Regions from separate parts of the Mus musculus genome. Here all the other regions are linked to region 2. Evidence: chromatin contacts called from public Hi-C, HiChIP or PLAC-seq, capture Hi-C and promoter capture Hi-C data. All regions are on one chromosome and are shown on one strand. Each heading gives the region's core, a stretch centred on a gene start, on an enhancer-like site or on the middle of the called end of the contact. The rest is flanking DNA. Distances are from core to core; before and after follow the strand shown.

Region 1 (3,549 bases), core at 537-3,036, 690 kb after region 2:
GCAGAATAAAACATTCTTTGTGTTTACATACTATGTGAGTCCTGGGTATCACTCTTCAGTGAATCATGGACCCTTACAGCTGATACTTCCCAGCAAAGTTAGAAACAAATGGTTCATTTCTTACAAGAGAAACCTCCCACCTCAGGACCTATTCTAGCACAAACAAGCTTTATCTTGTCTCATGAAACACTTCTTAACTAATACAGAGTTCCCCACTAGGGTGTTGGGAATAGCTGAACAAAATAGGGCTTCCATTTGAATAACCCAGCACAGTACAGAAACCTAATCAATGCATTCTGCAACTGTGCATTGTCCTCTTGGGTTGAAGGCCTGGGGCCACTTCCTTAAGAAGCCCTCACCCTTCCTACCCTTATGGGCCTTCATGCCAAAGCACTACTTTGTTCTCTCACCTACCCCCTCTCTACTTAAATAAAAATATCTCCAGGAGGCACCTCTAAGGGAAGGGCAGCCATGCAATTCCAGACACACAAGCTCTAGGTGAGCAAAGCTTTTACTGCCACTCAAAGTTAGCAGTGCCATCCTTGTTCTGTAATCCTCTGCACTGGCTAGCACTGCACATAGACTTCTGTGAGGTGTAACTACTTGGAACTGGACCTAGGGAAGAAAAGCAAGAGGCAAATACCCTACCCCTGATCCTTTTCTCCCTCCCCACAAAAACAAACCTTCCACATGCTTGAGTTCCTCACGAAGGAGCCTAGAATATGCGCTAACTCTTCCACCTCCAGGGTCATGGTACCTGAAAAAGCATCTCACTTCCTTCCAACCAGGCACTGTCTCTGGTGTATTGGTTTTCAAGTAGCCATACCTGTTATGAAATATAATGTAACAGATCTGGTTGGTGTAAGAGGGTTTATTTGGGGGAAGGGAGGAGGTGAAAACTGGAGAAGGGTTAGAGGCAGATGAGTAGATATGTGGACAGGCAGACAGACAGGAGCAGAGCCTTGAGAGCAGAGTCGGGGGGGGGGGGAACAGAGGACAACAGAAATGGGGAGAGGGAGACTGGCTGGGGACAACAGAGAGAGAGCTAGGGTAGCTAGCAGTCCACATCTGGCTCACTTGGCCTCAGCAGTGGCAGGTGATAAGGTAAGCAATTGCCAGGTCCCCAAGGGCAAGCCAGCAGAATCATGTGTATGCTAACAATACCCCAGAGCCAGTAACAGAAGGCCTGAAAATCGTTTTGTATATTAACTATCATGCAAACATTTGAGAAACTTAAGTGTCCTGGTAGATGCAGAGACATCTTCATTGTCGGGCTCTGTTGTTAATATAATCTGGCGTGTAACTCAGGAAATGTTTCTTAAGCATTTATTATCTGTGTAAGAGGCAAAAATAATTCACTTCTACTCTGAATTCTTAACCAGGACCTTCTGCAACAAAGGACCGATTGAAGTGGGGAAAAATAGAGAAAGAGAGAAGTTTGTCGACAGGATAGCTCACATGTACACAATACAGAAGAGTGGGGAGGGGGAGTATATAGACTAACATGTGAAGGAATCCATGAAAATCTGTGGGCCCTCCCCACCAAGGCTCACATTAACAGCACTCTGGTAGAAAGCCTGCATTGTACAGATCCAGACCAGTCCAGCCCAGCCCAGCCCAGCCCAGCCCAGCTCACCTCAGCCCAGCCCAGCTCACCTCAGCCCAGCCCAGCCCAGCCCAGCCCAGCCCAGCCCAGCCCAGCCCAGCCCAGCCCAGCCCAGCCCAGCCCAGCCCAGTGCAGTGCAGTGTCTGGTTGCTTCTTAACCTCTCCAGCCCAGTTCCTTTGTTTCTCTCACTATCCATATGCTTCAGGTCTAATTCTTGTTTCTGACAAGACCCTGGAAATCCCAGTGGGTGTCCTCCATACCCAATCCTTGCTTGTGACACTAGAAGATGAACAGAAAAAAAGAGAGATTTAAAAGAGGTGGCTTGAGAACCAAGTTTAGATATCTCCAGCTGAAGCCAAAGTGAAAGGAATTTAAGGTATTTAAAGTATTGCTCAAAGGGAGACAACAGGGGAAAGCTCAGAGATTAAGGGTCAGGTTGTTTCCTAGATTGAAACCCTGCACTAAATCCTTCTCCTCTTGTGATTCATAGTTTCTCTAATGCAGAAAAGACTCATTCCTTATATCCTTGAAAAAAGGAACTTCTGCTCTATCTTTTAACTTTCCCTGTCTTTGCTTTTATTAAAACAATCAGTTTTGAGCAGGGGTATGGCTGAATCATATATCGCTTAGCATGTCTAAGGATCTGAATTTAACTCCCAGCCTTCCAAAGCCATCTACCAAATATTCAAGTAGAGAAAGATAACTCAAAATAATTTCAATACACAGGAAAAATGGGTCGATAGGTAGAGCCTGAGTAGTTTCCGATGGGTGAGGGGCCCTGAAAATTCTACAGCCTACCAAGCCACCATGGCCAGTTCCTGTCTCAAGTTTGAAGAGTGAAATTCAAAGACAACAAGAGAACAAGCTTATACAAGAGATTGTTCTAGAACTGAAGAGAGAATATAGCTGTAGTGAGAGTTTGGGTTTCTTTAAAAACACAGTTATGTTACATGACTATGTTTTTGTTTGAATCCCAAGTGTGGGATAAGAAGCGGGGTCATAGAAGGTGATTATGATTTGCCTCATGCACTAGCGGGGGTGTGATATTTGCCAGGGGCAGAGAGTCTAATTCTGGGGATTCTGGAGAAGGTATAAGTGGGAGAGTCCTGAGAGGGGCTAGAGTGACTGCTGCTCCCTCTGCTGCTGTCCTATCTGCTGTCACCCAGCTGCTGCTGCTGGTTTGCTTTTGTATTTGTTATTGCTGGATTGCTGGTTTTCTGGATATTCTGGATATTCTGACTATAAACATTGTACTTTCCCCTAAGGAACCTAGTGTTTCTTATCAGCAGGAAGTAGCTTATAGAAGCCTATGCCCCCTTTCCCCTCTAACCTTCTTTCTCTCCTACCTAGTATTGGGAGGTTAGAAAGGATTGGCGCGGAGAAAGGGGAAGAGAGTTAAAGGTATAAGAACACAATAAAATGGCTTTAAAAATTGCACCAACACAGAGCTGCTATATAGCATGAGTGGTGCTTTAGAAATGGGATACCATTGAAACCAACAGACTAAATAGGAGATAAACACAGACACCCAGTGTATTAACAGACAAATGTGATCTATGTGTACATATGAAATTCAGAGGAAGGCTAGAATGCTAAAATACCTTTATTCACAGAAGAGAAGGAAATGGGTACATGTATAGATTGTTCCTGGAAGGTGGGGGGTGGGGGGGATCTGGAGAGAGAAATTGGCTTGTAAAATGATGTTCTTTGGTGTACTGGTTAGTTTTGTGTCAACTTGATACAGCTGGAGTTATCACAGAGAAAGGAGCTTCAGTTGAGGAAATGCCTCCATGAGATCCAACTGTAAGGCATTTTCTCAATTAGTGATCAAGGGGGAAAGGCCCCTTGTGGATGGGACCATCTCTGGGCTGGTAGTCTTGGTTCTATAAGAGAGCAGGCTGAGCAAGCCAGGGGAGGCAAGTCAGTAAGGAACATCCCTCCA
Region 2 (3,432 bases), core at 371-2,870:
CTGCCCAGGCTGAGGAGGACAGCAGGATGGCAGCTGATCAGAGCCCAGAACATGTCGGGACAGGGCAGAACTGGATGCGTCCTTTCCAAAGAGGTAGAATCCCAGCTTGAGAAGCCCAAAGGGCTGGCTCTTATACCTGGAACTTGACTTTTTTTCTTTTCCTTTGAATTAATTTAATAAACAGTTCCCAGAAGCAAATCAAGAGCCTAGCACACAGCATGCAGGTACATGCTCTGCCCATGAGCTGCTCAGAGCCTTGCACACAGCGGGCAGGTATTGCTAAGCTCTGCCCATGAGCTGCCCTCTGCCTTGAAACTAGATTTTCTAAGACTTTTCTTTCAGAGGTTCTCCTTAATCATTTTTCATAACAGAGTCTATATCACATCTTTCTACACGGTGAACAGACGTGAAAGTGGAAAAGAGTAAAACCCTTCTTACTTCTGAGAGTGAAGCTGAACATTTACCAGATGTAGGAGGAAGGTCGGCTCTTTCTTCTTCTTCTTCTTCTTCTTCTTCTTCTTCTTCTTCTTCTTCTTCTTCTTCTTCTTCTTCTTCTTCTTCTTCTTCTTCTTCTTCTTCTTCTTCTCCTTCTCCTCCTCCTCCTCCTCCTCCTCCTCCTCCTCCTCCTCCTCCATCCTCCTCCTCCCTCCTCCTTCTTCCTTCTCTTCCTCCTTCTCTTCCTTCTCCTCCTTCCCTTTTGGCTGATAATTTGTGAGACTGCAATTAACAGAAGGAAGTAGGATAGAATAATGAAACAAACAAACAAACAAACACCAGGCTCATGGCAGGTGCTTAGATCCAACGTGCCTGCTCATTTGGGCCTCCCCTGGTGACCCCTGGTGAGACATCCCAGACTTTTGTGGACTTTGGAAACAGCTCCTTCCAGACCTCAGGTAGAGTTCCAAGGGAACTTGGGACCTCGGGTTGGGGCAGTTTGTCGACCTTTAGGGAAAAGGATTAGGCACACGAACAAGACAAAGCATATAATATGCCCCCTGAACAATTTGAAATGACCTTCAGATGACCTCCAAGGTGTAAAAGCATCGTTCTGTTTTTTCAGCCCTGAACCTTGTTCTGCTTTCTGGAGCCTTCTGACACTAACAGAAACCCCCCATTATGATTCCCACAAGCCTCAGGAATATTTATCAACAAGGGGGAGAAATGAGGAAATAAGGCCAGATAATTGTTGCAATGGGCTTTGTTTTGTGGAAGTTAAAATGCTGGACTAAGAACCTCAGTTCATATTCTCTCTCTCTCTCTCTCTCTCTCTCTCTCTCTCTCTCTCTCTCTCTCTCTCTTCCTCTCTCTCTTTCTCCTCGCACCTCCCACCCCGGTCTCTTTCTCGCCCACCCCCACCTTTTTCGACTGTCCTCCCCTCCCTTCTCTGGACTCCCAGTTCTGCCCCCCCTCCCCCCTCGACACCTGGCGGGAGGAGAACCTTACAGGTTGTCAATGAAACATGGAATTATTTCCTTTGATGGCTTAGATAATAGTAGAAGCCAAAGCAATGAGTGAGGTCGGCCGAGACCAATGCAGTCCTGCCCGGGACTGGAGAGCCAATCACAAGAGCAGGAGGCGGGGCGTCGGCGCCAGCAGATAATTGCTAAGTGCATCGCTAGCACAGTTGGTCCGAGCTGCTGAAAGGTCTGGTCGCAGAGACAGGAACGCAGCATCCTCAGCGTGCTCCATCCCGGCAGTGTCTTCCTGCGCTCCGCCGGGCGGCGAGCCTCCGGACGACAGCCCCTCTGCTTCTCGGAGAAGGTACCTTTATCTGTGTCCCGGGAGAGGGGGCTGCTTCCGCTCTGTTTTCGCTCGGGCTTGCAGTTAGCACAGGTGGAGGATTGCAGAGAGAAGAGAAAAGTTTAAGGGGAGGAAAGGTGGCCAAGGCGGAGACCCACTGTCTTTTGTTGGGAGGAAAACAAACCTACAATTTGGGAAAACTTCTGCACCGCCAAGAGCAAGGCTTGTTTACTACTCTTAATTAGCTGCGCTCAGGTTCATGGAAATGGGTCTGATTTGGGGCTAGAGGACCTGCAGGGTTATGTGTAGACTTAGGTTTGCTGGGTGATGAGGCTGGACCCCGGATTGGCCGCTTCCTGGGCCAGAATGATGCTGTGACCATATCCATGAGCTGGCTCCAGAAGCAAGCTTGGTTTGATTGGATTTTCTGCCATCGGGTCTGCCCTATCCGCTATACCTTGACCTGCCTTGCTCAAACTACTGTGACCTTCAATTCCTGTCCGTCCTCAAACTTTTCTCAGCTTCTCCTGGGCTACTTTTGCCCTCTCCATCTCCATCGGTCTTCACTGGTGAAAACAGAAATGTCGTAGGGTGTAGGAGCCTGTCCTGTTTGACCCTGTGAGCATCTATCTGCGCATCACCCAACTTAGTGAAAAAGAAACCCTTGCCGTTGACAAAGAAAGTACTTCCTTGATCAGCTCCTGAACACCCTGGAACACTTTCTTGATTTGTTGTGTCCCGAAAAACATCAGGGATGGAGCTGAATTTTATCCCGGGGTGCTTTACACTCCCATCAAAGAGAGGCCCAGGTCTGAGGTCCTGGCCACTCTGAAAGAGAGGCTGGTGGGAGGGGAAGCCACTGGCTGCTAGTCAGCTTAGGTGCTCAGGTGCATCTGTTCAGGTAGATGGTGCTGCAGTCTCTGTCCACACTGCTTCTGATAGTTGATCTTCAAGTAGAAACGCTCACCGTGGCCCTTGGTTGGTTCTTTAACATTCCACATTGTTGGGACTACAAGGGACTCGCTTGCACCGAGACACACTTCCCACCCTGGAGACTGAGGTCAATCCTCTCTGTCAACTTTTGCTACAGGGCAGTGCAAGGTAAGTGGCCACTGAGAAAGTGGCTGTCCCCAGTGGGGGTGAAGGTGACGGACGTGGCCTTGGACTCCCTGCTTTAACACACAGGTAGTTCCCCGGTTTTGTGCCTGTCGACATAAGGCATGCAGTGGTGTGACATACCCGTGACATCCTCTGGAGTTTCCAGTCTCCAGGTGATATCACAAGTCCTTGGCATTTGGCGCATGCCCGGGGTTCAGGTGCATTTCCTCCGTTCGATTTCTGTCCCAGACTTAAACCGTTGTGGGAGTTCTGATAAGATTGTTCTGGAAGAGGTTCTCAGCAGTGCCTCACACACCCCTGTGACACTTATCCCCCCCCCCCCAACCCCATCCCGGCCTCTGAGGTGTGACAGCCTTTGATTCTTCTGCTCCGTGAGTCATTCCTGCTTACGAGCCCTATTTTCTTCACTACCACACACAACAGGTTCTCCTTCGCATCCTTAGAAAACTGTTTTTGGGTGGGAGCTGTGATTATGGAAGTTCTACTCCCAATGGTTGGAGAAATAGCTGTCTGTCTAGCTGTCCGTGGTTACAGTTGGTTAGGATGTACACACGTTAGTTAGAAGCAGCAAGA
Region 3 (3,407 bases), core at 297-2,796, 550 kb after region 2:
AATAGACACAAGACACAGACAATAGATACAACAGGGGTAGGAAAGGAGAAAGAGACAAAAGATTACAGAGAACTGGGTTGGATCTCAGAGTTGCAGGCATCACAGGACAGATAAGAGTGAATACCTCCAGGCTCCAAATGTGGCAGCCACTAGCCTCACTGCCATGGAGCCCAGACCTAGTCCAGCCCGTTACCAGAAAGGAGGTTATTCTGGGTCACCTTCCTTTCATCGAGTCATCTAGAAATGACTTATTTTCAGGCATCTTTGTTAAGATTCAAATGCTGTCATAAAATATCTTCATCACAATAAAAATGCAAAGTGCAGAGCTGTGGTTCTGCACCATGTCACAGAGGGACGCAGAGACATCATTCAAATGTGTTTGGGCCAGTTACTGCACATGCGCTTGCAGGCTGATGGGAAGTTAAAAATAGCACACTCCATTAACAGGGAGAAAAAAGAAAAGAGTCTTCTCCAACTAAGTAAGTGCCTTCTCTTTGTCCTTATTTTATAGACACAAGCCCCCTCCAGATTCTGAGCAAACTTGCATTTTGATTTTCAGCAAGTGTTTGGACCTAGCAGCACACAGCTGCAATGTGAGGCAACCCGGGAAACCGCAAAGACACAAACAGAGCTAGAAGCAGCAGAGAATGAGGCAGCCTTCCCTCCCCCGGACAGCCTGCCATCTCCTTATGATCTTTAAAGATCATATCTATCACGTATCTTTAAGAGGGTGTATTGCCCGGGCTCTCTGGGGTCACAGAGGAGTTTTAATATAAGGATATATGGCAGTATTGGGAAGCAGTAGTAACTGAAACACGTTGTGGTAAGTTCAAGTTGTTAATGATTTGGATTCTGTTTTTAAAATGAGAGCATCTCATTTATATTACAAATGGGGAGCTCAGATCCACACACCCCCTCCCCAGAAGCAAGAGATGTGTTCAGATTTACTCTCTCTCTAGAGGTCTTTAACTCTGGCTTGGGATAGTACTAGACCAACAGAGGCAGGTCTAAGAACTTCAACTGAAGGGACAAGCCCTGGGGATTATGAATTCCAGTTTATCCTGGACAGGTTCAAGGGATGGAAAGGTCATATACTTATATAGTCTGTCTGAAGTTATTTCCTTATCAGGCAATTGGAAATAAAATCATAAACTATAAACTACATCATAAGGTACTAAAATGAGTTCATGTACACACACACACACACACACACACACACACACACACAAATATGTTCCCATGTCAGGAGAGCAAAGAGATATAATCAAACTCTGAGGGTTACATAATAAAATTTGATCATTTTAGGCTAAACACAGTCTGAATTGCTGCCATGTTAGCCCCAAAAATCTATCTTAGAGAGTCCCTACGTGATGAACCTGGCTGTGTTTCAACAGAACTATATCAAAGGCTGGCTCCAGCTTGAGGCCCTTAACTGCCAGGCCTGGGTCAGGGCTCCCACTGTATTCAGCCACCACCACCCCCCTTCTCAACCACCTCTTTTCTGGGTACAGGACTTGTGAGTCAGCCCAGGCCTTATTTTTGGAGCACCAGCTTTTTAAAGCCAAACATAGCTCACTGGAGGGGTTTAAAATACATAGTCATCTGCACAGAGGGGAGGAAAGCTCACAGTACATTTGTAACCAGAGTCACAGCTATCTTCTTGGTGAGTGTGTGTGTGTGTGTGTGTGTGTGTGTGTGTGTGTGCCCGCGCACACGCGCACGTATTTTGGCTCATAACCTATATAGAAATGACACAGGAGAGAGAACGTAGCCGTGGATTTCACTGAACTGTGATATAAGGCTAGGTAGCACCAGAAGCAACACTTCTGCCTCCACCTCTAACTTCTTACCACCCACTCACATTGATTTTTCCCTTGTCACTCTAAGATTATGAAGAAGTTTTGGCAGATCGAGGTGGAAACAGTTGGTGACCTTCCCTCACAGACCTGGCTGTTTGAAGACTTGAAGTCTGCCACGGGTTAGATCTTGTATGTTCCCCAAAGTCCTGAGTGCCCAAGGCTTAGTCCCCAAGCTGGTAGACCAGGAGGTGGTAGAGATATTTGATGTTAATGATGGGTGGACAGTCTTTGGATCACTGAAGGTATGGTCGACCTTGAGGGGAATAGCACACCCTGACTCCCTCTTCATGTTGTCTCTTCTTCCTGGCCAAGAGATGAGAGGGGGTTTCTCCAGTGTGTGCACCTGCCTTGATCAACCACTTCTACACAGCCCCAAAGCATGGGTTAACCTCTGAACTCTTTAGAAGGTTGAACCTCTAAACAGAGAACCTTTTCTCTTTATAAGGTGATGGTCTCGGTCATTTCTTATAGTAACTAAAACCTGACTTACACACAGAGCTACACGTTGAGCATCATCCTGGACATTTAACACGAGGGGGCAAAGGTCATGGACGAACCAGAACATCCATGTGCAATATTTGGTTCATACGTTTTGACCTTTCAAAAATAGTCAAACGAGCTCATTTGCTGCTGTGTTTAACAAACTCAACCAATGTCCTCATGTCCTCAGCCTGAGGAAAGGGACATTCAAGAGTGCCCCAGCTTGCCCTCAGAGTGTACCATGTCTGTCTTGTCCACGCCGGGCCTATTGTTTCACCAGGTCCTTGCCCGAGTGTCATGGAGTCAGTCTTCTTCAAGGAGAGTGACTGCTGGAAGCCGTGTCTGTTAATTTAAACTGAGGAGCAATTTGAATATTCTGGGATGGCTGGGAGACACACAAAACATCTCTGGTGAGTTCTAAAGTCGGGCAGTACTGAATGGATCATCTCTCAGGCCATTGTTTGGTTAATCTGTGAGGAAGCTAGAATTAGTCTTCCTCAGGAGAAAATAATATGAATTTGTACGCAGATTTGAGTATGTTCGCCTTCACGGTGTGCACTGGGGTCACCTTGAGACACAGGAGTCAACATCTACGACAGGCTTGAAAAGAAGGACGCACATGGCCTGGACAGCAACTTCGTCTTGACCTCATAAAGAAGCTGTGCCCTGGGATCAGAGCAACTGTGTTAAAATGCTGAAGACCATGCTTTGGCTCACAGAATAAAGAGCTTAACCATAAACTGCACTCTTACATGGACCACATGATCTTGCTGTAAGAAAAAAAAAAAAAAAACCAACTAGCTCCAGGATGGGCTTGATCCCTGGAGAAAAGTTCAGAGCTGCTTAAGAAAGTACTTTCCTGTCTCAAGGAGCCAGACATTGAGCGTCGTCTTGGACATCAAACACAAGAGTGCAAAGGTCGTGGAGAAGCCAAAACGTCCATCTGCAATATTTGGTTCAAAGGCTTTGCCCTCTCAAAAACAGTCAGCTACCACCATAGAAATTGTAAGAAATGAGTCCTGATGGAAAGTCTACACAGAGAGCGCACATGAATGAACTAAGGTCACT
Region 4 (3,415 bases), core at 757-3,256, 830 kb after region 2:
AGAAAGACGGTTAAGACTACAACCTAGAACAGCACTTAATGCACAAGGCCCTGGGTCCAATCCCCCAACCCCCTTCCCCAAATGAAAACTCATATAAGCCATGCTCCCCCTGCCACATCTCCCGATGACAACAACTTCCTGTGTCTTGACCAGTGGCTATGTATTCGTCACTTTCCATGTGCAGTACATTTATTTATATGTATGTCAGAGTAAGTGTCTTAGTCAGGGTTTCTGTTCCTGCACAAAGCATCATGATCAAGAAGCAAGTTGGGGAGGAAAGGGTTTATTCAGCTTACACTTCCATACTGCTGTTCATCACCAAAGGAAGTCAGGACTGGAACTCAAGCAGGGCAGGAAGCAGGAGCTGATGCAGAGGCCAAGGAGGGATGTTACTTACTGGCTCCTTCCCCTGGCTTGCTCAGCTTTCTCTTTTGTAGAACTCAAGACTGCCAGCCCAGAGATCACCCACAGGGGCCCTTCCACCCTTGATCACTAATTGAGAAAATGCCTTACAGCTGGATCTCACGGAGGCATTTCCTCAAGGGAGGCTCCTTTCTCTGTGATAACTCCATCTTGGGTCAAGTTGACACACAAAACCCAGTCAGTACTGTGAGAAGCATAGGTTTTGGATTTACCCCATAGCTGTCGTTAATTTCTGCATTATTTATTTCCATACGCAAGCTGTTGTTCTTTTGACCACTGTGATATCCTTTACCTGGCTTCTTTATCAGAGTAGCATGCATCTCTATGTCCCATGCCACCTCTAGCTCAGCCAGTCTGACCCTTAAGAATCTCTAAACAGTGTGACCTGGAGGTAGCGCTTGCTGGCCCCCTACCATAGTTTGTCCTTGAGACAAGTCCTGGAAAAGACTATCATTTCCTGATTCTGAGACTCCACCTCTTAGAGAGTGTGGAACACAACAAAACTGAATTAGTTTTGTTTTCTTTTTTTCAGGCCAAGGTCTTGCTCTATGTCATGCGTCTTCCATTAATTCTATTTCCAATAATAATAATAATAATAATAATAATAATAATACTGTTTTATGTACCGAACCCTTTTACATGTTAAGCAGTTGGTGTGTGATTGATTCATGAGCTTCTACTGTCCATGTCTGACAAGTGAGTGGGAGAGAGAAAGAGAGAGAGAGAAAGAGAAAGAGAGAGAGTCATAGCTTCTTCCTACCTCTAAAGGTGACTGAACGTTTGGTCTGTGGGTCACATGATTGGCTTTTAATGCAGAACAATCTGACACAACACTGACCCTTGATGTTTAATACTCTTTAGTCTCTAGATCATGGTGCAGAAGTCCCCACGCCATGCTACATGCCAAAGAGATGTAAAAAGGTTTAGCCCTCTATGATACAACCTGTGCACCCCTGATGCAAAAAGAAGTCAGGGCCTCCTGGGGAGGGGAGGTGACTGAACTTGCCTTTTGGTCCGAGTCTGAAGCTATGATCCCAGGAATTCCACCCCTAGAGGGGCTACACCTCATTTTAGACTCCTCCCCTTGTCCACTGGAAACTACTGAGGGAGACAGGTGACATTTACTGCCTCTGCTGACATGTGTCCCCGCTTGTGTACAGGAGCCTTGGTTTTAGGGCTTTTCAGAACCCATGTCACAGAATTTACCTGTCCTGAAACCAAAAACTCACCGGTGTGAAGAATCACAGAGCTGAGTCCCTCAGGGGCACTTCCCAAATGCAAGCATCTGGAAGAAGGGTACCACATCCCTGAGAGCTTTCTACATAGAGGAGAGACCAGCCACTCTCTAAGGACCTGTCAACTCCTGAATCGTTCTTGTCACCCATACCTGAAGGTGTGATTTTGATTTTTTTTTCCCGCCCCCAAGTTTGAAATCTGAACGGTCAAGTGGCCAAATGCCTTTGTTTTGAGAGGTGACTTCTCTGTGTGGTCCGATGCCCGCTCACCAGGCTTCTCCCCTCAGAGACTGAGAGGAATTGCACCGTCCCTCTGGGCAACCATCCTGGCTGGAGGGCTGGCTCTCCTTAGGTAATGCAGTTTGTGTTTTGTCAGTCAAGTTGGAGGACAAGTAGCAGCTGGGATCGCGCCTCACTCTGCAGAAGATGGAAGACGTGAGGAGGAATGCGCAGTTACATTTCCGGTAAAATAGAGAAGAGACTGCAGAGAGATGGGTAAGGGAGGGGGGTGGGGGTGGGAGCAGGAGGGGGAGGGGTGTTTGTTTAAGAAAGCTGAAGCTGAACACATGGAGCAGCCACAAAGGCAAGGATGGGAGATGATCTCACAGTTCAGTGGTCGGCCTCTGCCTCTGCATCCAAAGCCGAGAGGCTTGGGTAGTCTATGAGGCATTTTTTTTTTTTTTTTGAACTGTGCAGCCCTGAGATGAGGCCATGACCTCAGGTCACAGAGTCAGCCATTGCCTGTCGACAGGGCAATGCCATTCCCTTGGAGGCCCAAGTATTTCTAAATAGCATAGTAGTTGTCTAGAAAATGAACAGTCCCCATTTTTCACAGGGCTTAAGTTTTCATGTATTGCACATTACATTATTTTCATTTAGTTTGTTTTCTAAGTTTGTTTGTTTGTTTTAATTGCTGTTTTGCACAGGACCTCACTATGTAACCCAAGCCGGCTTTGAGCTCACTAGTCTTTTCATCTTTCTGCCCCAGTCTCCCAAGTGCTAAGAGTACTGGCGTTCTCCATCACACCCAGCCGGTGTAAATTACACTTAATCAACACATCCCAATTGTTTATATTCACGTGATTCAGTGTGGCATTTGCATACATGTTAGACAGTGTGCACTACTGAAGTCCAACCTCCTTTTAACCATCTCTCCCAATCTCTACTAACTACTGTGCTATATTTAGGCTGAGATTTTTTTTTAACTTCCGAATATGAGAGAGAACACGTTGATATTTGTCTCTCTGAAAGTGGCTAGCTTTTCTTAACGCGCCGGCGTCCTCTGGTCCCATCCATTTTGCATGGGAGTGACAAGATTTCATTCTTTGTGGCTGAATAAAACACCACCGTGTCCCTATAACATTTTCTTTATCCATCTGGGTGGGAGTGGGAGTCTTAATGCCAGAGCAATATACTCAGCAGATGCCTAAGATAGTACAGCTCACCGTATATATTTCTGCAGTTCTTCAAAATCCTTTAGAACTCTGCTTTGTCACTACCCGCTCTGGGTAGCTTTTCTTGTCCTGTGTCTAGATAATGGCCCCGTGTGTGTTTCTCGACAGCCCTGTCTTTCCTGTACGGCATTTGATAGACTTCATTAAACCGGCCTGCATGGCGATTGTTTGCTTATATTCCCCTCAAGAGTTGCTGCCACTTGCTGAAAAGGGGCTACGCCAGCTCTCCTATACAGCTTGGCACAAAGCCTGACTTAACTAAGGCATTTAATGACAGTGAATGGGTAAATAAAACAGTTCATA
Region 5 (3,100 bases), core at 190-2,689, 930 kb after region 2:
GAAGGTTGAGAACTGCAGCGCTAAACCCTGAGGTGGTCAGTTCCACATTCGTGACCGGATACACGAAAACCTCAAAACCAGGCACGCCAGGGCACCCAAAGATGCAGGCGCCAGGACACTTGTAGCAAGGATATCAGGCTTGGTGCCCAAAGACGGGAGAGCCTGAGGCTGCATGCTAAACTGTAGTCCCGCCCCAAGCAGCAAGCCACTGGATTGGATGGGAGCTGCGCAGGATGCTCCTCGTGAGCACTGCGGGGTGCATGCTTCAGATCGCTCCCGGCTGGGCGAGCTGATACAGGCTCGCTGCTACCCTTAATTCTGCAGTGTACCCGTGCCTCGCCTTCCCGGGAACTGCCTTGGTTTTCCATATCTGATCCCAGTCTCTAGCCCACTGCCCCTAGATCTGTGCCTTCCTGGCTCCATGGCTCTTTGCGTCTGGGTCCTAGAGTCACCCGAGCTCAAAACGTGCGACTGACTACTTACTCTGTTCGGGTCTTAGTGAGACTAGGTGAGCATGGGGCACCTCTAAACGAGTATTTTGCTTCTTTGCTATTTTCCGTAAGTGTTGATAATGAAGATGTGAATGATAAATTGGTATGCGTGGCGTTTTTGCAGTCCAATTTAATGACATAATTTTTGTTTGTTCAGTGCGTTCTCAGCTTTTGTTTTATTTAAGACTGTCTGGCCTTGAATTTGAGGCTATGCCCCTGCCTCTGACTCCTGGGTGATGGAACTATAGTTGTTTCCCACTGTACCTGGTTGAGACACGAGGCATTTCCCCCACATGCACCGCACTTGGATTCCAAAACTTGCACAAAAGCACAATCAAGGTTGTTCATACCTTCCTTTGGATTATGCTTGGCAAACCACAAGCATTATTAGTATGAAACAAAAGTTGCTTGATCTATCATCTCATATACTGAAATCAGTGAGGAGCACAGATCGATCCATTTGATAAGGTTCAGAAGAGAAATGTTTCTATGGCTCTGGGCATTTGAATGTTGCTGTTTCAGGACACCGTGCTGGAAAAGTCATTGTGACAAACTGGCTTCCCTTCTATGAGCCCGTTTCCTTCACGAAACTAAAAAGACTTCTCATGTGCCCCTTCCCTCACCACTTCACATTTCCAGGTTAAGAAAGTAAGGGCTGGATTTTGAGGAAGAAGAAGAAGAAGAAACACTGAAGAGCAGCCAGGCTCCCTTTTTGTAAGTGGGCTCTGAATTTGACATCACTCATTCGCTTAAGAGAACCTGAGACAGAGCTGCTTACTTAGAAATTCATCTGTCGAGATAAATAATGAGGACAAAGCAGATTTTCACTTTTCTTACCAGTGGATGTGGTAGAGCAAAGCCCACATCTTCATCTATGTGGTGGTCTTCAAGGATCCTTCTAGAACCTTCTGTAGGAGATATTTTACTGAGTGCCATTGCTGTCTACTCCACTGACCCCCCACTTGGCCACTGAAGGAATGTCCCAGCATCTCTTATAGGGTTTAGCCAAACCCCACAGCTGACACGTAATACTCGGGGAGAAGTGGCTTCCACCTGGGACAGTTTCATTTTCTGTTTTATGTATTTGCAATTTGATAAACAACCAAACCACAAAGGATCTCTCTTCGTCATATGAAGAAACTAAACATTTGTGTTTCTTATCAGATTTATCCCATAAGGACATCAACTGTTGGCTCTGATGGCCTCAGCTTCCCAGTGCCAATTATGGTGACCGAGTGCACACTCAGGCCTCGGCCCTGGAAACCACCCCATCAGTGGTTTGGGTGGCCACCTGTTACCCCAGCAGGAGGATTGGGTGTTCAAGCCACAAAGTGCCCAACTCACATGACAAGAACCATGAGGACAGGTGACCAGGAGAATGCATTTTGCTTTAGAAAACGTTCAGAGTTTGGGTTTAAAATAAAGACAGCCGAACTAGCAATAGCTGTCCGTTATTGGCTTTCACACGAGGGAACTTATGTCCTGTTTTAAATGTCAGTGTTTTGTCTCTCCAGCTCTGAAACACAACCTGGGACACACAGGAGAGTCAGCCTCAGAAGTAGCACAGAGGGGGATCATCACCAGACCCTTCCCCCTAGTTTTCTTCCCTAGGTTCTTGTCTGTGCTAAGGCTAATGGAGGGTTCACTTCTTCACATGATTTGTAAGCCATATCTTGGAAGGTGGTCCACCTTTCCTACTCTATCTGGCTGCCAGGGACCGACTCCTGACAAGCTCTCAGCCCTGCCCACCTGGAGATTCTCTAATGTGTTCAAAAGTAAAGAGCAGCGTCAAATAACTAAAAACATTCCTTGCAATACAAAATTGAGACTCTGGTAAAGGTGTACAGAGAACTCCTAAGTTTATGTCCACTTTGATGAAATGGATTTTGGGTTTGTTGTTGTTTTGTTTTGTATGGGTTTTTAATTAATTAATTAATTAATTAATTAATTTTAAGAAAGTGCCTCGCCAATTTGTAAAACACATGAAACTGAAGAAGAACGAAGACCAAAGTGTGGACACTTTGCCCCTTCTTAGAATTGGAAACAATCACCCATAAAAGGAGTTACAGAGACAAAGTTTGGAGGTGAGACAAAAGGATGGACCATCTAGAGACTGCCATATCCAGGGATCCATCCCATAATTAGTCTCCAAACGATGACACCATTGCATACACTAGCAAGCATTTGCTGAAAGGACCCTGATATAGCTGTCTCTTGTGAGACTAGGCCGGGGCCTAGCAAACACATAAGTGGATGCTCACAGTCAGCTATTGGATGGATCACAGGGCTCCCAATGGATGAGCTAGAGAAAGTATCCAAGGAGCTAAAGAGATCTGCAACCCTGTAGGTGCAACAACATTATGAACTAACCAGTACCCCGGAGCTCTTGACTTTAGCTGCATATGTATCAAAAGATGGCCTAGTCAGCCATCACTGGAAAGAGAGGCCCATTGGACAGGCAAACTTTATATGCCCCAGTACAGGGGAACGCCAGGGCCAAAAAGTGGTAATGGGTGGGTAGGGGAGTGGGGGGGAGGGTGTGGGGGACTGTTGGGATAGCATTGGAAATGTAATTGAGGAAAATACGTAATAAAATATATATATTTTTA
Region 6 (3,474 bases), core at 87-2,586, 570 kb after region 2:
AAATAAGGCAGGAGGGCCAAGAGATTATGGCCACCCTCAGCCATATAATGACTTGAAGGACAACCTTGACTCTAGGAAACCCTTTCTCAAGCCCAGCAGACGAAAAGAAATGGAGAAGTTAAGCAGACTCTGCCTCAGTCTCCCAAATCAGTGGGATTACAGGTACGTACCACCATGCCCAGCTTGCCTTAGAAAGGAGAGATTTACTTGATTTTATTATCTATGTATGAGTGCTTTGCCTTCAAGCATCCCTATGCACCCTGTATATCTGTGCACTGTGCGCACACTTCTGGGAAAGCCAGAGACAGCATCAGACCATCTGAGCCTGAAGCTACAGCCAATTGTGAGCCACCTTGTGGGTGCTGGAATTTTTTTTCTTTACAAGATTTATTTATCTATTATATGTAAGTACACTGTAGCTGTCCTCAGACACTCCAGAAGAGGGCATCAGATTTCATTACGAATGGTTGTGAGCCACCATGTGGTTGCTGGGATTTGAACTCGGGACCTTCGGAAGAGCAGTCGGCGCTCTTAACCGCTGAGCCATCTCGCCAGCCCCAGGGGTGCTGGAATTTAAACCTGCATCTTCCAGAAGAGGAGCAAATGCTCTTAACCACTGAGCAACCTCTTCTGCGTCCCGTTTCCATTTAAGAAAACTTGCAGAAATCTGTTGCCTCGCCAGCATTTGGCTGCATGTGATTGGCCTGGAGTGTGTCACGTGATCACATGAGTCCGCGATCATGAAAAGGCGTTAACTCGATCTTGTTTAGTTTTTAAATCATCACATGGCTGTTCTAAACTAGAATCCAGTTTTATAGTCATTGTGGGTCAGCATCCTAACAGGGAAACAGACTGCAGAGTCAAACTCAGACAATGAGGTGATGAACATCCTTGCACACAGTGGCGTGACCACCAGGATCTCCAAGGGCTGATGCAGTAAAGTGAGGTGGGTGAAAGGGCATACCTTAGGATCCACAGACAGTGATCAATAAGAACCGAGAAGGCCAAGGAGTGGATAGAAAGCATCACTTTGAGCAATCTGTCAGTTTTGACAATGATCCTGAGACATACACAGAAGTAGAGACAGAGAGAAAGGGGACCTACACTTTCTCCCTCATCCTGCCTTCTTTCCGGTCATATGCCAAAACTCCTTCACCATTTGCCAAACCAAGCAGAGGCCAGAGGGCAAATGAACCCCTCTACGGTGCTGATGTGGGCTAGCATCCCGAGGAATATTAGATAACAACCAGGAGGCTTATTTATAGCCACGCGGACAATGATCTGGTAACACTGAGATTTTATGGCATCCCCCATCCTTTCGGCTCTCAACCGATGTTCCCGCTGCTACACACTATTATTCCTGCCCATTTCCCTTCTCTCAGCCAAGTACTTCTCATCTCTCAGTTTAAGATTCATATGCACAGCCAGGCCCTCTTTGTACGTGGAGGCTTTCACAGCGCCCTGCGATATGTCCTCAAGGTGCCCCGATGCAAGCCTCTCGTCACTTTTTTAATGGCCTGTTTAATGGCCACTTTCCTCAGAAGGCTACATACATTGCTGTCTCTGTTATTCCTCAACTGCCCAGTGTAGATAAAGCACCGAGATACTAGACAGTTGGCAAGTGTCCGCTTGGATTTTTTTCATTGCAAAACAGAAATTGCCCATGGCTTGGGAAGCACGCAATAAATGCAGAGATGGTGACAGTATTTCATCTCGGCTTGGAAGAGTATCTATAATGCTCGGAACTGCACCATGAGACACGGACACTGAAGAGCCAGTGCTCCTGCCCTAGAGAAAACAGGGGAGGCATAGGCAGATCCTTTGTGGCTTTCAAGATGGTCATATCCTTTCGCCAAGTCTTCGGAGTGCCTCTAACCCTCATATAACGCCAGTTCACAGCTGGACTGATTTCTCTATGAACCCTGCATCAGCAGAGGGAATTGTTTGGGAGGGATGTAGCACATGCACACAGCACAGGAATGTCTTTTTGTGCACACAAGTGCTCAGGAGATGATAGTGGCAAGGCTTGATCAAAAGGTGCATCCCTCCAGTCCCAGAACACTGGGGGTGGGTGGGGGTGGGGTGTGTGGATGATTCAGGAAGGCTCAGGCATTGCCGTATTTGCATGGTCAAAGCTCAGAGTTGGCAAACTTGTGCCATGTTCTGACTAAGACTAACCAGCATTGGTGTTTGCTTAGGAAACGGCAGGAGGCATTTGCAGGTCACGTGATGCAGAAGAGTGGCTGCTAGTCTGATGAATTCTTTGTTCAACCTATGCTTAGTAGGTATCAAGGGCAGGGGGACGAGTGGTGGCTGTGTTTTTTTCCATATTTTTTAAAATTCCATTGATATCTATGTAATCATGAGCAGATGAGACAATGTGGGTGAGCAAATGTTTATTCTTAATTTGTTCTGGATCTTAACGACAGTGTAGTCGGCCACTGACAGGTATCAAATATATAAAAACAAATGTAAATATATACATTTTTATGATATTCATTCTGCTTTGTACTAGCACTCCGGTACCCTTTCCTAATGTAAACACTGTTGGTCAATCCCTCATTCTCTCTGCAGCCACACTATTTGTTACTTTCTTTTTGTGTGTGTGCAATATTTTTCTTAGAAAATAACTTTTCCTTTCTTATTGGGAACTCAACACATGTATCCAATCAAATATGACCACACCCAACTTTCATTCCCCCACCTCCAACCCCCCCACATCTCCTCAACATATTCTCTTTCCAACTTTGCCTTCTTTTTATAACCCACTCTCCAATTATTGCTGTCTAATATGTGCATGGATGCCACCCTAGAAAAAAGATAATTCTCCTTCCCCCAGTAGCTATTACCAATATCAGGTCAGTATGGGGTGGGGCCTTGAGATCATTTATCCAGTCTATGCCAGCATTCTGGCTGGTTGATTGGCTGTGGGCTCATGAGTGCAATGACTGTAGCATGTGCACATGACCCATTTCACTGTACTTCTTACCCTCCTTCCCCTTTGCATTCATAAAACATGTGTGCCAATGCTGCATTGGTGCTCCATGCTACATGGTTAGCTGCTGGGTAAGGATAAGAAGTGGCTATTATATAGCTATATGAACTTGACTAGGGGGTGAGAGAGATACCTCAGTGGTCAAAAGCACTGGATGGTCTTCCAGAGGTGTTAGGTTCCATGGACTGAACCCTCTGACATTCTAAGACAAAGTATCCGTTTCTTTCCTTGACTTAGTCCTGTCAGGTCTCCGGGTCCTAGAAGCGATGAAGTGAACCAAGCTCACTTGGTTACTCACTCAACAGGAAGTTGGTTTGTTCCAAATGTAATGTGATCATAATTGCTTTGTTTCCTATTCTATCTGTGGGTTCCTTGCACATATTTACATTTGGGTGAATCCTAGCACCCACATGGTGGCTCACAACCATCTGACACCCTCCTCTGGTCTGCATGCGCACCCAGCACACACGTGATTCACA
Region 7 (3,138 bases), core at 150-2,649, 910 kb after region 2:
AGGAGCCGGGAGCCGTCGGCTGCAAGCTATCATGTCAGAGTACAGTCTGCTTCCTAACTGTCCGTGAGAGAGCAGCAGGAAGGCCTGGCTTGATTCAAGCTGTGAGATCTGGCCCTGGTTCTAATGACTAACCCCTAACCTGGACAGCTTGCAGATGTCTATGACCGATGTCGTAGCTGACATCTTTCTGTGGAGAACTTAGTTCTCTTCAATTAGATCCCTCCAGTACCGTTCAACACAAAAGGATCTGCTGTGGGAGTTCAGCTATGGTCCCAGCAGTAAGGAAGTGGAGGCAAGTGGCCAGCCTGGGCTACATAAATCAATATTCTCTGTTTCAAAACAACAAGAGTCTCACTGTGATAGGTGTTTGAGACCCTGATATTTTTAATCACAAGTAAGAGAGGAACTAGGTGAGTTGGTGCTGATCAGCAGTTACCGCGACTGCAACATCGGGTCCCTGGACTTTTAACTCAGTGGCCTTCACCCTCCCTTAGGTACGGTCAGTTTTTAAAAGATGCCAAAAGCATGGGCTTTGCCACTAGCACTTTGCCGGCATATGTCTCCCAAGCCCAGACTACACTTAACAAGAGCAGGTATACTAGAGACTGCTGTGCAGTTGGACTGAAAGTCAGGCCTGCTTGTTTTCCAACATTCCTCACGAGTATCGGAAATTCCCGATAACATCTAATCTTCTTACTGGCTCTAAAAACATTGCAGGTCTCCCATTATCTCTGCTGTCACCAGCAAGTAAGATAAACTGGTTTGCATCAACACAGAAGGCTAAGCCCTTTGGCTGCTTAGGTCTGGGATGCATGGCGAACCTGTCTCCAAAGCAGAGTGGATATACAGTGGGGCCACTCCATTATTCTGTGTCACACCATGTGGTTGTGTGCATGTCCACTCTTTGCTGTAGTTATAGGGTTCTAATTGTCCTTAGGGCATGTCTCCATCCAGTCTCTCCTCTCTGATAGCACCTTTGCTTCTGATTAGTCAGTGCTAACTACCATAGATTTAAGGAAACTTTGGGGGCTGGGGGGAGGGGACCACTGGCTTTGTGCTGTCCCCAGTAGCAGTTGCCTCTGCTCTTCCGGGACTCACAGGACTGTATTCCCACTCTTCCTCCAGCTGGTGACTTATACCGAACCTTCCAATAACCACATAAGGTAAAGACTAACAATCCAGACACATGTGCTGACCAGGACAAGCCAATCCTTACCAGAGGATTTGGAAGGAGAAAGCCATATTCCTCAGAAATGTGGTATCTCCCCAAGGACAACGGCACCTCCAGCGTCATGCTCTGACTTTGAGGCTCCATATTTTCGCGTGAGGTCTCTGCCCCAGAGGAATGCCCAGGCCAGGGAGCTTTCCAGCTGTGTCTTCTGTGTGGTTGTACTTGTGCGGTGCTTCAGCGGTAGGGGAGAACCTTGCCCTGAGGTTGAACTCCAGGATGGCCGCAAATTTATTCTGAAAGAAAGCCAAGTAGTAAGTCAACAATGAAGATTAGGAATTAAAATGCTGACTCCAAGAGAAGCCCCCACCCCCTTTCCCTTCTCATTCATAAAGTATGAGAAAGGGGCTGTTAAATCCAGGGACAAAGTGGGAGACACGAACTTAACTCTCAGCTATGGCTGTGCAGATCCATACTCAACATGAGTTTGGTTCCTGAGGGATTCTGACAGTGTATCAAAATGACTAAACTAGGAGTCAGTTTTATTGGCTTGTTTGTTTGTTTGTTTTTGGTTTGTTGTTGTTTTTTCGAGACAGGGTTTCTCTTTATTGGCTTTTTATCTTTGAAAATGTATTTATTTGCTGAAATTAAAATGTATTTATATCATTCTTCCCTTTCATCTCTCCAAATTCCCATCTTCTTTCCTTCCTTCCTTCCTTCCTTCCTTCCTTCCTTCCTTCCTTCCTTCCTTCCTTCCTTCCTTCCTTCCTAACTTCTTTCCTTCCTTTCAAATTCATGGCCTCTTTTTCTTTGTTATCATTACATATATATGTATTGTTAGCATCAGAAACTGCTTTACAACCAGCCTCGGAATCCAGCTATGACATCATCCCTAAGCGACAAGGACCCTCTTGGGTCTGTTGCCATGGCAACCACCATACACTCCAGGCAGGCCTATGCTTCACCTGTGCGCATCATTCATCATTCATTACCTGGCATCTATGTCATGGCACAAATAAAAGACTGAGACCGCGACCCTTCACCCCCTTTTCCTCTTTCTCCTCTTCTTCACTTTCTTCCCCCATCCAAAAAAATCGCTCCTCGTGGAACTGTGCTGGCCCGGCATGATCTGTCTGGAAACGAGCTGCCTTCTAACTAACACATATAAATATAGGAGTACAGTCTTCTCAGTCTGTTTGGTGTTATTTGTATATATAAGATCTCAGGGCTGACAAGTTGACATTTGTATACAATGAAGTTACAGTAAAGACATTGCCAATATGACCTCTCTATGGTATGATGAAGGGGAAGGTTTCTTTTTCTTGCTTTTGCTTTATGTTTTTTCTTTTTCTTTCTTTCTTTTTTCAGATATGAGAGGGAAAATATCCAAAGGCATCTGGAAGAGTTTGGAGCAGAAAAAGAAAATAAAAATAAAAATAAAAATAAAGGCAGACTGAACATGGCCAGCAGACTGGGCATGGCCAGGGCTGTCTGTAAGAGAGCAGAGATGACTGGAGATAGAGAGCAGAGAGCGGGCATAGTGAACAGGAGCAAAGAGTGGTGAGATTAGCTGGGTTATAAGGACGAGCAGCTGGGGGAAGAGAAGCCCGTGAGCTGGAGGAGGTAGAAGGTAGAGGAGGAGGTGGGAAGGGCTGGGGTGCCTGCATTGGGCTTTGAAACGTGTAACAGATTCTTGTAACAGATACTGAGGGAGCCTGGAGGTCAGCATGGGCTTCTGTATACTGACAGGATGTCACCTGTCCCTTCTGCCGGAGGGAAGGGAAATGACTCCTTTTGGTCCAGGGAAGCCAGCTTCACAAATTCCCGAGGAGTCCTCCTAACAGGCCAGGCTGAACTCATTTCTGGATCTTCGGACTGCCTTGGGAGTTTGGGTTTGGGAATTGGAGTTTCCTTTGGACATGAAAATGTTGGAGAGTCAAGTAGAAGGCTTCCCCTGTGCGTGGGAGAGC

The links. Promoter capture Hi-C pulls out the DNA fragments that hold promoters and counts their contacts. A called contact is a pair of places that touch in the nucleus more often than the background predicts. HiChIP or PLAC-seq counts read pairs in DNA pulled down with a chosen protein or histone mark. Capture Hi-C pulls out chosen DNA fragments and counts their contacts.
Region 1: an H3K27ac HiChIP or PLAC-seq map of embryonic stem cells shows a contact between it and region 2, with 6 times the contacts expected there. The contact joins the enhancer-like site here to the promoter of Zmat4 in region 2. A contact is called at or near these places in 4 of 39 promoter capture datasets (the C10 cell line, embryonic stem cells and liver), 1 of 484 Hi-C or Micro-C datasets (nephron progenitors), 6 of 115 datasets of contacts at active chromatin or transcription factors (SST interneurons, embryonic basal ganglia, embryonic midbrain and 2 more) and 1 of 9 other capture datasets (embryonic stem cells).
Region 3: a contact with region 2 is called in a Hi-C map of cerebral cortex, with 2.4 times the contacts expected there. The contact joins the enhancer-like site here to the promoter of Zmat4 in region 2. A contact is called at or near these places in 5 of 484 Hi-C or Micro-C datasets (cerebellar granule neurons, cerebral cortex, cortical neurons and 1 more), 3 of 115 datasets of contacts at active chromatin or transcription factors (astrocytes, embryonic hindbrain and neural progenitor cells) and 1 of 9 other capture datasets (adipose tissue).
Region 4: a contact with region 2 is called in an H3K4me3 HiChIP or PLAC-seq map of craniofacial prominence, with 6 times the contacts expected there. The contact joins the promoter of 9130214F15Rik here to the promoter of Zmat4 in region 2. A contact is called at or near these places in 3 of 115 datasets of contacts at active chromatin or transcription factors (VIP interneurons, craniofacial prominence and embryonic forebrain).
Region 5: a promoter capture Hi-C map of stem cell-derived epiblast-like cells shows a contact between it and region 2, with 4 times the contacts expected there. The contact joins the promoter of Ido1 here to the promoter of Zmat4 in region 2. A contact is called at or near these places in 5 of 39 promoter capture datasets (embryonic stem cells, hippocampal neurons, liver and 1 more) and 2 of 9 other capture datasets (adipose tissue and pancreatic islet).
Region 6: an H3K27ac HiChIP or PLAC-seq map of VIP interneurons shows a contact between it and region 2, with 6 times the contacts expected there. The contact joins the enhancer-like site here to the promoter of Zmat4 in region 2. A contact is called at or near these places in 1 of 15 datasets of contacts at CTCF or cohesin (pro-B cells), 5 of 484 Hi-C or Micro-C datasets (cerebellar granule neurons, cortical neurons and embryonic stem cells), 1 of 115 datasets of contacts at active chromatin or transcription factors (VIP interneurons) and 1 of 9 other capture datasets (adipose tissue).
Region 7: a capture Hi-C map of embryonic stem cells shows a contact between it and region 2, with 14 times the contacts expected there. The contact joins the promoter of Ido2 here to the promoter of Zmat4 in region 2. A contact is called at or near these places in 1 of 39 promoter capture datasets (embryonic stem cells), 1 of 115 datasets of contacts at active chromatin or transcription factors (embryonic stem cells) and 1 of 9 other capture datasets (embryonic stem cells).

The regions. Positions count from the first base shown.
Region 1 is chr8:24,357,560-24,361,108 of GRCm38.p6, forward strand. No RefSeq gene overlaps it. Among named protein-coding and RNA genes, the nearest start is that of Gm30633, 23 kb to the right of the region's middle. Within about 2 kb of position 1,787, at least 37 of the 459 cell types and tissues checked have an H3K27ac peak or open chromatin away from gene starts, as enhancers often do. A contact at or near this core is called in embryonic stem cells, where this site is marked.
Region 2 is chr8:23,668,041-23,671,472 of GRCm38.p6, forward strand. It overlaps Zmat4 (zinc finger, matrin type 4), which reads left to right and starts at 1,621. Exons shown (of 7, transcript NM_177086.4): 1 at 1,621-1,761.
Region 3 is chr8:24,215,310-24,218,716 of GRCm38.p6, forward strand. No RefSeq gene overlaps it. Among named protein-coding and RNA genes, the nearest start is that of Gm30633, 170 kb to the right of the region's middle. Within about 2 kb of position 1,547, at least 27 of the 459 cell types and tissues checked have an H3K27ac peak or open chromatin away from gene starts, as enhancers often do. A contact at or near this core is called in cerebral cortex and cortical neurons, where this site is marked.
Region 4 is chr8:24,501,069-24,504,483 of GRCm38.p6, forward strand. It overlaps 9130214F15Rik (a long non-coding RNA gene), which reads left to right and starts at 2,007. Exons shown (of 4, transcript XR_378815.4): 1 at 2,007-2,122.
Region 5 is chr8:24,595,513-24,598,612 of GRCm38.p6, forward strand. Ido1 (indoleamine 2,3-dioxygenase 1) reads right to left here and starts at 1,440. Exons shown (of 10, transcript NM_008324.2): 1 at 1,329-1,440. The coding sequence starts at 1,427. It overlaps Gm51565 (a long non-coding RNA gene), which reads left to right and starts at 99. Exons shown (of 2, transcript XR_003947523.1): 1 at 99-508; 2 at 1,131-1,932.
Region 6 is chr8:24,236,630-24,240,103 of GRCm38.p6, forward strand. No RefSeq gene overlaps it. Among named protein-coding and RNA genes, the nearest start is that of Gm30633, 140 kb to the right of the region's middle. Within about 2 kb of position 1,337, at least 5 of the 459 cell types and tissues checked have an H3K27ac peak or open chromatin away from gene starts, as enhancers often do. A contact at or near this core is called in VIP interneurons, where this site is marked.
Region 7 is chr8:24,574,934-24,578,071 of GRCm38.p6, forward strand. Ido2 (indoleamine 2,3-dioxygenase 2) reads right to left here and starts at 1,400. Exons shown (of 10, transcript NM_145949.2): 1 at 1,217-1,400. The coding sequence starts at 1,315.